Linked DNA regions of Mus musculus: region 1 is linked to region 2. The links are chromatin contacts, called in public HiChIP or PLAC-seq maps. All regions are on one chromosome and are shown on one strand. The core of a region is the stretch at or near the end of the contact, and the rest is flanking DNA. Distances in the headings are between cores, read along the strand shown.

What was found. HiChIP or PLAC-seq counts read pairs in DNA pulled down with a chosen protein or histone mark.
Region 1: a FOXA1 HiChIP or PLAC-seq map of pancreatic cancer cells shows a contact between it and region 2. The contact joins two enhancer-like sites. A contact is called at or near these places in 13 of 39 promoter capture datasets (the 3T3-L1 cell line, 3T3-L1-derived adipocytes, the C10 cell line and 8 more), 2 of 15 datasets of contacts at CTCF or cohesin (embryonic stem cells and pro-B cells), 31 of 484 Hi-C or Micro-C datasets (B cells, the Ba/F3 cell line, CD4 T cells and 19 more), 4 of 115 datasets of contacts at active chromatin or transcription factors (astrocytes, bone marrow-derived dendritic cells, bone marrow-derived macrophages and 1 more) and 3 of 9 other capture datasets (embryonic stem cells, liver and pancreatic islet).

Annotation. Positions count from the first base shown.
Region 1 is chr11:115,356,704-115,361,756 of GRCm38.p6, forward strand. It overlaps Hid1 (HID1 domain containing), which reads right to left. Exons shown (of 19, transcript NM_001346774.1): 2 at 4,936-5,053; 3 at 3,619-3,789; 4 at 2,992-3,105; 5 at 2,274-2,380; 6 at 1,967-2,083; 7 at 1-139. Among named protein-coding and RNA genes, the nearest start is that of Hid1, 8.5 kb to the right of the region's middle. Within about 2 kb of position 2,803, at least 57 of the 459 cell types and tissues checked have an H3K27ac peak or open chromatin away from gene starts, as enhancers often do. A contact at or near this core is called in pancreatic cancer cells, where this site is marked.
Region 2 is chr11:115,069,335-115,074,032 of GRCm38.p6, forward strand. No RefSeq gene overlaps it. Among named protein-coding and RNA genes, the nearest start is that of Cd300e, 9.6 kb to the left of the region's middle. Within about 2 kb of position 2,852, at least 139 of the 459 cell types and tissues checked have an H3K27ac peak or open chromatin away from gene starts, as enhancers often do. A contact at or near this core is called in pancreatic cancer cells, where this site is marked.

The DNA.
Region 1 (5,053 bases), core at 1,553-4,052, 290 kb after region 2:
AATAAGCACCTGAGCAGCCTCCTCCACCAGGGGCTCCCGGTAGTCCGAGAAGAGCAGGTGGTTGTAGGGGATCCCGTAGCCCACAGGGTCATAGGCACACACGGTGTTGAGGAGTGAAGTGAAGAGGGGCAGCGCGTGTCTGCGAGAGAGCACAGAGCAAGGCTGCAGGGATGCTCCCTTGGGCACGCCTGCCTCTCCAGCCACAGCCACAGCCACAGCCACAGCCACAGCCACAGCCACAGCCACAGCCACAGCCACAGCCAGGGAGCTGTGCTATCAGGCAGAAGGCAGAAGGACGAGCTTGTCCCTTCCTGAATAGAAAATGCCCTCCCTATCCATGCATGTGGCTGACTCTGATCAGGGACAAGCTGGGCCAAGAGCAGAGGAGTCCATTACACAGGGATGGACTCCCTGTAGAGAACGTGCTCACGCCCTTCTCAGTTCTTGGGGTCACACACCCTCCACTGGGGTTACAGGCAAGAGGTTAGAGGAGCAAGGAAAAGACAGCCTCCCCTTGGGGAGCAGAAACCAGCTCCATCCCCTGGCTCCCAGGCTACAGTATGACTTGAATCCGGTCCATAGATGTCAAGGTTCAAGCTCCTCATCTTACATATGAGGAGACTGAGATCCAAGAGGTTAGGTGAGTGAGCAAGTGACAAAGTGTTGCTGTGTGCCTGGCATAGCTATGAGAAGAAACCCTGGCCAGGCTCTGATTGTGGCCAGCATTGTGGGACACTTGGAGACCCTCTCTTGTGGTGATAAAAAGCAGGGAACCAGCAAAACCCAGAGGGGAGCCATGTCATGCAGGGGTCAGCTTCCAGAAGGAGTAAGGTTAAAAGTTTAGAATGCTAACACCTGTGTTAGCTGCACAGGGGCACAGCTGGGTGTACACAGCTGGATTGCACAGCTGAGTGTGCACAGCTGGATTGCACAGCTGGGTGTGCACAGCTGGGTATGTACAGCTGGGTATGCACAGCTGAGTGTGTACAGCTGGGTGTGCACAGCTGGGTTGCACAGCTGGGTGTGCACAGCTGGGGTGTATGCTTCAAGTACTCTGTCCCACTGATGACTATGTGGCACCCCCATGTACTCATAAGTGTCCCCATATCCCTCTTGAGTCCCGCACGATCCAGACTTTTCCATCTATCAGGGTGGTCCTCAGACCCTCTTCTCTACCCACTGTCCCAAAGAGCAACCACAGCCACATGTGGCTGGCGACTAAGTGCTCTTGAGCGGTTGATCCAGCTGACGCTGGAAGTATAAGGTACACACTGGATTCAGGGAAGGAAACGTGAGGAAAGGAAATGCAAATGATAGCAATAGCTCTATATACTCATTACAAATTTAAGGCTCACGTTTTTAAATGTACCGAGCTAAATAAAATATATAAGTTCTCTTCCTTTTTGCTTTCAAGAAAGGGTCTTATGTACCATAGGCTAGCCCAGAACTCACTAGTAGCCAAGGATGACCCTAAACTTCTTGATTGATCTGCCTCCACCTCCGGAATGCTGGGATTACAGCCCTGTGCCGCCACACCCAGTTCATCCAGGGCTCCATGCATAGTAGACAAGCACTCTATACACAGAGCTACATTTCAAGCCCCTTACATTATATTTCTACTAAACAATGCGGTTCTAGATGGAAGACCTGAACCTTGGCCCAGGAGCCCCCAGGAAGTTTGGGGCCCTGATAGTAAGGTTCAGAAGACCGAGCTTCAATTATCAGCACACACATGACAAATCACAACTGTCTGTAACTCCTGTCCCAAGGGATCCAACACCCTCACACAGACATACATGCAGTCAAAACACCAGTGTAAACAAAATAAAAATAAATAATTAAAAAATAAATGTATGGCTAAGTTATAGTTTCACGACACCAGGGGGCAGCACATCTCCTCAAATAAAACCATCAGGGCTGGCACAGGGTTCCTAGAACCAGACTAGGAAGGCCAGCCGCCTCTCACCTGTTCTCCGTGGAACAAAAGAACTGAACCCAGGGGTTGGTGCTGCCACTCTCTGGAGATGGGGGCAGGTACATGGCCTCTGAGAAGCACGTGAGCAGTAACTTCAGCAGCTCCATCCTGCAGGAGGGACAGGAAAGGCTACATGAGAACCCCAGTCTCCATCTGGAAGGGGCTGACACATCGACCCACCTCCCTGGCCCAGGCCCATGGGGAAAAAATGACCCCTGTTCCTCCCTGTAAGGCCAAGGATGGATGGTAAGAGGGCTGGGTCTCTGAGCTATGCACAGGCCAGCCCGGTCCAGCTCACCGGTTCATGTCATGGATGTAGTTGGGCTGTGGGGAATGAGCAAAGCCCACACCAGCCTCCCAGATATATTCACAGCTGTCCAGGGAATGGACATCTTCTGCTGAGTCCTAGAAACAGGAAGTAGTAACAGGGGATGAGGGTGTCACAAAACAAATATCGGCGTGAGGCGGGCCCTGACTCCCTAAGCTTCCCAAGCTGCAGCAACGTACCCCGGTGTTCTCCTAAGGTCAGCCCTCCCCTCCCATGCCAGTCTCCTAACGGACAAGGAGAGAAATGGGTGCTGTTGGAGTTCTTTAAAGGCTCGTTTCCCTGCAGTCTTGCATTGATTATTTTACTTGCTGAGCCCAGTCTGAGGCAGGGAGAGGAGGTAGGGAAGGTTGGAGGAGTAGGGGTGTGGCAGACTGAAGGGAGAAAGTATTCCTGGTGGAATGCCAGAGTAAAAAGACAGGCTTCCTGGTTCCAGCCCTGTTCCCCTCCCAGCTCGGGCAGGGAAGACAATAGGTGCTTGTGTGATGCTGCCTAGGAGACAGGCAGGCTGGACACCAGCTGGCTCCTCTCCAACAGTGCAACCCCCTATCCCACCCAGGACACTTATGCTTAGGAGGCCTGCCCTCTGAGCCACCCCTGCACCCTGCACCCTGCACCCTGCACCCTGCACTCGGGAGAACCGTAACTATGCTGGCCCCAGCAGGATCAGAGCCCAGCCTGGGTGTCTCACCACGTCGTTCCTCCGGTGGTTCTGCACAGTGAAGTCTGGGCAGAAGAGCAAATCGGCAATGGCCAGGAGCAAGGACTCAGCCAAGGGACGAGCGTTCTCATCCTCTTCCTCACCCTGCTAAAGATGCAGGCTGCTCAGTGGGGGGCTGGCCAAGGAGAGGTGGCCCCACGGCTTGGGGGTGTCGTGAATATGGGACTGGGTCTCAGCGGGCACATGTAGGTAGACAAAGTGGAGGGAAAGAGGAAGTGACTTCCTGCTCACCCCAAACCTCCCTTTGCCAGAAGAGGGCAGGGCAGAGGCAAACACTGGGCATAATGAGAAATGTCCCACCAGGGGTACTGGACATCTTGGGAATCATGAGGTCTCAACCCTTGGCACTTGACTGAAGATAAAGCCCTGAGTAGATGGGGCCTGGGAGAAGATAGTGTGGTCCTTCTAAAGACATAATGGGCCTATCCCTGCACCCCTGCTCTAGGCCCCTTGGGAGAGAAACCGAAGGCCTGAAAAGTTGGTACTGGCTCCTTCCCCCTCAGTGGTACCCTACCTCTAAGTCCCCATCCCTATACTTCCTAAAAACAGGTGGCCCTGCCAGGATCCTCCAACCCCCCCTTGGCCAGGCCCACAGACCCCTCCACGCCCTGCCCCGGGCACTGTGGACCAGAAGAAGCCCCTCCAGTCGGGGTCCTCGAAGATGTAAGGCAGCACTCGGGTGAGTAGCCGGCTGCAGTTCAGGACGACCTGTTTCTCCTTCTCAGAGTGGCAGCCACCCTCTGCTCCTTGCACCAGCTTCTCCACAGCCTGTGGGGACAGACAGCAAGGGAGGAAGGAGCATGTGAAGGAGCCCTTTGGGTTCAGGCCACCCAAGCTGGAGAGGTCAGCTAGCTCAGGAAGGTTGTGACCTGGGAAAAAAACAGCCCAGAGCATCAGGAGAGCAGAGGCCAGTCCACTGGATGGCCAAGACCTCATCTGTGGTACCCCTCTCATACAGAGTGTGTCCCCACACTTGGGTACAACTTACTTTCTTCTGAGAGCCTCTTTCTCTCCTAATCCTTCTGTTTAATACTATATTAAAGTGCCCTTTTTAAAGGTTAAAACAAGAGAAAAAGACCAGGGCTGGAAGAGTGGCTCTGCTGTTAAGAATACATTGTCTACCACATTTGGTAGCCCATATCTTTACTCCCAGCACTAGAAGCCAGAGACAGGTGGATCTCTATGAGATCAAGGCCAACCTGGTCTATATATTAAGTTCTAGGCATCCAGGGCCTCAACAAAATAAAACAAACAACAATAAAACCCAACTTGCTATCCTTGCCAAGGACCTAGAGTTCAACTCCCAGCACCTACGTGGTGTCTCACAACCACCCATAACTCTAGTTCAAGGGGGTCCAATGCCTTCTTTTGCTCTCCATGGTCATCAGGCATGTACACGGAACATATAGATACATGCATGCAAAGCACTCACACACATAAAATAAAATAAATTTAATTTAAAATTTATTTATTTATTTTTGGTTTTTCGAGACAGGGTTTCTCTGAATAGCGCTGGTTGTCCTGTAACTCACTCTGTAGACCAACCTGGCCTTGAACTCAGAAATCTCCCTGCCTCTGCCTCCCAAGTGCTGGGATTAAAGGAGTGTGCCACCACTACCCGGCAATTTTTTTTAAGACCTCGTTTGTAACAGAGAAACCTCTGTTTGGAGGCTGGAGCACCTCACAGGAAAAGCTAAGTGAGGTGGTGTCTGGAAAGATAAGTTAAAGCTCTGATAAATGGCGGCAGGGGCCATGGTTACTTTTTCCTCACCCCCACCAAGGAGAACTGGAGGCAAAGAGGCTAGACCTCTAGAACCTGTGGGTGAGATGTGAGTACTTTGTTCTGCGTGGACTAGGCCATTCGGCCTCTCTGGGAAGGATGGGGACAGCTGTGAGGAGCCAGACAGCTCATACCTTGTAGCACAGCGTGGCCAGGTTAGAGGGTGACTCCTCTCGCACAGCCCGGATCTCTGCTGCCGGCACCAACGCAAAGACATCCTGCACCGAGGTAGCGGTGTCTGCCCAGAACTGG
Region 2 (4,698 bases), core at 1,602-4,101:
GGGAGGTTGAGACAGGAAGACCTTGGGTTCAAGACCAGCCTGGACTACACAAGTCACTAGCTCAAACACAGAGAGCTGGGAGTACTCACACACTTTAACCCCATCACTTCAGGGGCAGAGGCAGGTGGATCTCTTTGAGTTTGAGGTCAGTCTGGTCTATGTATTAAGTTCCAGGCCAGTCAGGGCCACATAGGAAGACTTTGTCTCAAATCTCAAATAACAGTAGCAATGATAATAGTTGTAATTATAATAAGGACCCCTGTTTGCTGAGAGACTGCTACTGTATCTATTATCTCATCCCATGCAGACAATCACCTTAAAGCAGGTTTTTCTTTTTTTCTAAATGAGTACACTGTAGCTGTCTTTAAACACACTGGAGGAGAGCATTGGATTCCATTACAGATGGGCTGCCATGTGGTTGCTGGGAATTGAACTCAGGACCTTTGGAAGAGGAGCCAGTGTTCTTAACCGCTGAGCCATCTCTGTAGTCCCTGACAACCACCTTGAAAGAAGGACCAATTATTATCCCCATTTTGCACAGGAGAAAGCTATACTCTTGAGGGAGCTGCTGATCACACTGGAATAAGAGCCAATAGCCACCACCCTTCAGTAGTGGTGCACACCTTTAATCCTAGCACTTGGGAGGCAGAGGCAGGCAGATTTCTGAGTTTGAGGCTAGCCTGGTCTACAGAGTGAGTTCCAGTGCTGACCCCATACCCTTCACACCCACACCATTAGCCAGTTCACTCACAAATTCTATGGCTGAACAAGAACCTCGAAGATTGACAAGCAGGCTCTCCTACCCCAACCTTTCTGTAAGCGCTCTGAATTCAGGGTTGTGTCTCTCCATTACAGGTCAATAGAACAACAGAAAACAGCTTATATTGTTGGGTCTCAGTGAACCACACTGTCATCATTGTCAGGAATCGGCCAACACTTCATTGTCTGATTCCTTCCAGGTCCAGTTTGCAGGTTCACGCTACAGAAGTTTCAGTGTGACCATATGTGGTGAGGCAGAGAAGGCTTTGTGGGGTAAAGGGTGGGGGTTCAACCAAGCATAAAGGTAGAAACCAACGTGAGCCATAGCCACAGAGCAGCTTGGGACCTTTTGGGATGGCTGGAGAAGAGAGTACAGCACATTAATGGGCTTGTGCTCCACTAAAGCTATCAGCAAGGATACACAATGATCAATGGCCATGTAAAAAGCCCATGAATAGATCCATGGTCGGTTGATTGACAAGTTGAATACAAGGCGCTTTGATGGAGAAGCAGCAATGTCCATGGCTGGAGAGACGGTACAGTCAGTAAAGTGCTTGCTGCATGAACATGAGGCCTGACTTTGATCAATGGGCACATGAAATACCAGGCAGAGTGGTAGGTACAGTCTTGGAATCCCAGTGTCAAGGAGGCAAAGACAAGAGAATCCCTGTTTTGAGACAGGATCTCACTGTGTACCCCTGGATAGCCGGGAACTCACTATGTAGACCAGGCTAGCCTGAAACTCACAGATTCACCTACCTCTGCCTCCTGGTTGGTTTTTATTATCAACTTGACACAACTAAGAGTCATGGAGGAGGACAAGTCAAAGCAGATTGGCCTGCGGCTGTCTTGGGGGCAGGGGGAGTGGGTTGTCAGATTGTCGATGGATACAAGAGAGCCCATCCTGGGCAGTTGGTCCTGAACTCTGTAAGCAGCCAGCTAAGCACACAAGCAACAGTCCTTCCATGGTTTCTGCTTTCTGCTGCAGTCCCTGCCTTGACCACCCTCGGTGAGAGCCTGTGACCTGAAACTGGAGGAAGAATTAAGCCTTTCTTCCTCTAACTGGTTCTGGTCAGGACAAAGATCGAAGCACAACAGGAGAGCAAACTAGACACACAATAGAGCTTTATCTACTGACAACCCCCACTAACCCCTCCTCACAGCAGGAAGAATAGTGCCTGGCCCTCGGGGCAAATGATGGATGTTCAGACAGAAAGCTGTGGCAGAGACAGCAAGCTTCAGAATCCACCCCAGGACTGCAGACAAGCCTTCTAGAGCATTCTTATTTACAAGGTTGCTAGCTTTCCCCTTCCCTGCTATCTCGAGAGACTCGTGTTCTCAGCCCCGGGAGAGATCTCCATCAGTCACATTTAATCAATCACCAGACACCGCCCCTGCCAGACACAGTGGCTAGTGCTCCGTCAGCCCCCTTCACTGAGCGTATTCCAGGTAGATGTACCAAGTCCTGTTTCCTCGTCTACATGGAAAACAGACTGTCCGTTTCGAGAGAGAAAGTGAGGAAAGAGAGAATCTGAGTATATTCGGGTATCAAATGATGGCGGGTGGGGGCGGGGCAGCTGTGTGATAGCTTCTGGGTTTCAGAAAAACGAATGAACAGTGAAAAGGCTCCTGAGGAAGCTGGAGGCTCACTCCGAACATCGCTTGGTAGAGGCAGAATAAGTCACTGGAAGGATCTTTGGCAAAGTTTCCCTGGGTGGAGCATGCTGTCTGTTCTCTATTTTATGGCCAGCTGTGTCATCGAGCCATGGGCTGCCACTTCCTGCTGGATGGTCACTAATGTGATGTCACTTTTATTTTTTCTAGATTCCCTCCTGGTGGTTAGCTGTAGTTATGCTTGGCCTGTCTCGGAGACAGGAAAGGGGCATGGGGAGAGGGGGAGAGAAGAGCAGGAGAATAAAAAAAAAAAGAGTTGGATGAGAAGCGGGGGAGAGGAAGAAAGGGAAGGAGGGGCAGCTTCCATAAATGACTAACAGGAGTCCAGCTTCTCAAACTCGGCTTCTGCCTCCATGCCTCACTCCGCTGACCAGAGGGCTGTGCCCCAGCTGCTGCTGCCAACAGGCACCTTCCTGTCCCAGGCCTGCGGCCAGCTGTGACCGCAAGTCCCCAGGAAGTCCATTCCCTCAAGTGGATATCTAGGCTGTAGGTCAAGATGCCTGCTAAAACGTTACAAATAAATCATGCAGTTAAAAATCTGCACATGACCCAGCACAGTGGCACACACTTTTAATCCCAACACTCAAGAGGGAGAGGCAGGAGGGAATCTCTGTGAGACCAGCCTGGCCTACAGAGTAAATTCCAGGACAGCCAGGGCTACACAGAGAAAAAACAAAGAGGGGAGAGAAGGGGGGAATGAGAGAGAGGAGGGGGAGAGGGAGGGGGAGAGGGAAAGGGATTGGGAGAGGGGGAGGGGAGGGGAGGGGAGGGGAGGGGAGGGGAGGGGAGGGGAGGGAAGGGAAGGGAAGGGAAGGGAAGGGAAGGGAAGGGAAGGGAAGGGAAGGGAAGGGAAGGGAAGGGAAGGGAAGGGGAAGGGGAAGGGGAAGGGAAGGGGGAAGGGAAGGGAAGGGAAGGGAAGGGGAAGGGGAAGGGAAGGGGGAAGGGAAGGGAAGGGAAGGGGGAAGGGAGGGGAAGGGGGAAGGAGGAAGGGCAGGGAAGGGGGAAGGGGGAAGGGGAAGGGGAAGGGAAAGGGTAAGGGAAAGGAAAGGAAAGTCTCCCCTTTGCCGAGGCTGGAGAGATGCTCAGGGGTTAAGAGCGCATACTGCTTTACCAGGACCCCTGCTTAGTCCCTGGCACCCTCATCCACTGGCTTCAGACAAAGCCTGGGTGGGACCTCTGTTCCCTTAGAGGCCATCATGGCCAGGACTGTTTTGTTTACAGCTACCATAAACTCACCTAGAACACACATAAGGAAATAGGGATTCGCTTTAGAAGAATTCAAAAACCATGAAAACCTTCATCAAAAACCATCCAAGGATCCTGCTGAGGCTTGGGGACCATGGGGACCAAGCCAAAGAGCCCCACCCAGGCCTCTCTTACTTGTGTCTTGTGGCTCCCTCCACACAGCTTTCCCTAAGGGATAAAAATACAACCACTGACTTGACCCAGATTTCTGTGTCTCTGAGAAAGGCGTCCCTTCCCGAGTCTCAATTCAAAAGAGCATGAAATGCCAGGAAGACCTGAAAGTGGTTTGACTATTATCCCAGGAGAGCCTTGCAACTGGGGGATACCGGAGACTAAAAGCAGTAGCTGGTCCCGAGCATGGGGAGGGGCAGAGGGGCTGAGAATCCTGAGAGTGGCTGAAAGCAGCCAGTGAGCATAGGGGAAGAAAAGGGAGAAAGGGGCAAAACCCTGGGGGAAAGAAAATGTAGACTGAACATGAGACACACGGTAAGGCAAGGGGACGTGACCAAACCAAGATGGGAACCAGGCACTAGAACCACCGGAGCCAATGAGTCTAGAGTCTGACTGAGGGAGGGCACCCAAGGAGATATGCAAAAAGACCCTGGGATCTGCTGGTATGAAACCTTCAGGGATCTATTCAAATGCCATCTCAGTGGAGGCCCTGGTAAATACAGCGTCAGGGTGAGCAGGTGGGTGAGAGGTGAGGTAGGGACAGGAAACTGCTTTTTTTCCACTGTAGAACGGGGATGCGAAGGCCTTTGCGTGCAGCCCTCCCTCTAGTTGATCAAATCATACCAAATGCTCGTGTGCACAAATACGCAAACGCAAGAAACAGTTCCTACTAACAGCAGCTAAGTCTTATTTCAAGATTCACTCTTCTCTGACCCAAGGTCACATTCTATTCTGTTACCAGGACACTCTTGGTCTGATTCCTGGAACTCTGGCTGGGGCTGGAGAGGGAATGCAGAGAGGACAGACACACAGATGCACAGACACACAGACATAAAGATACACAGACAG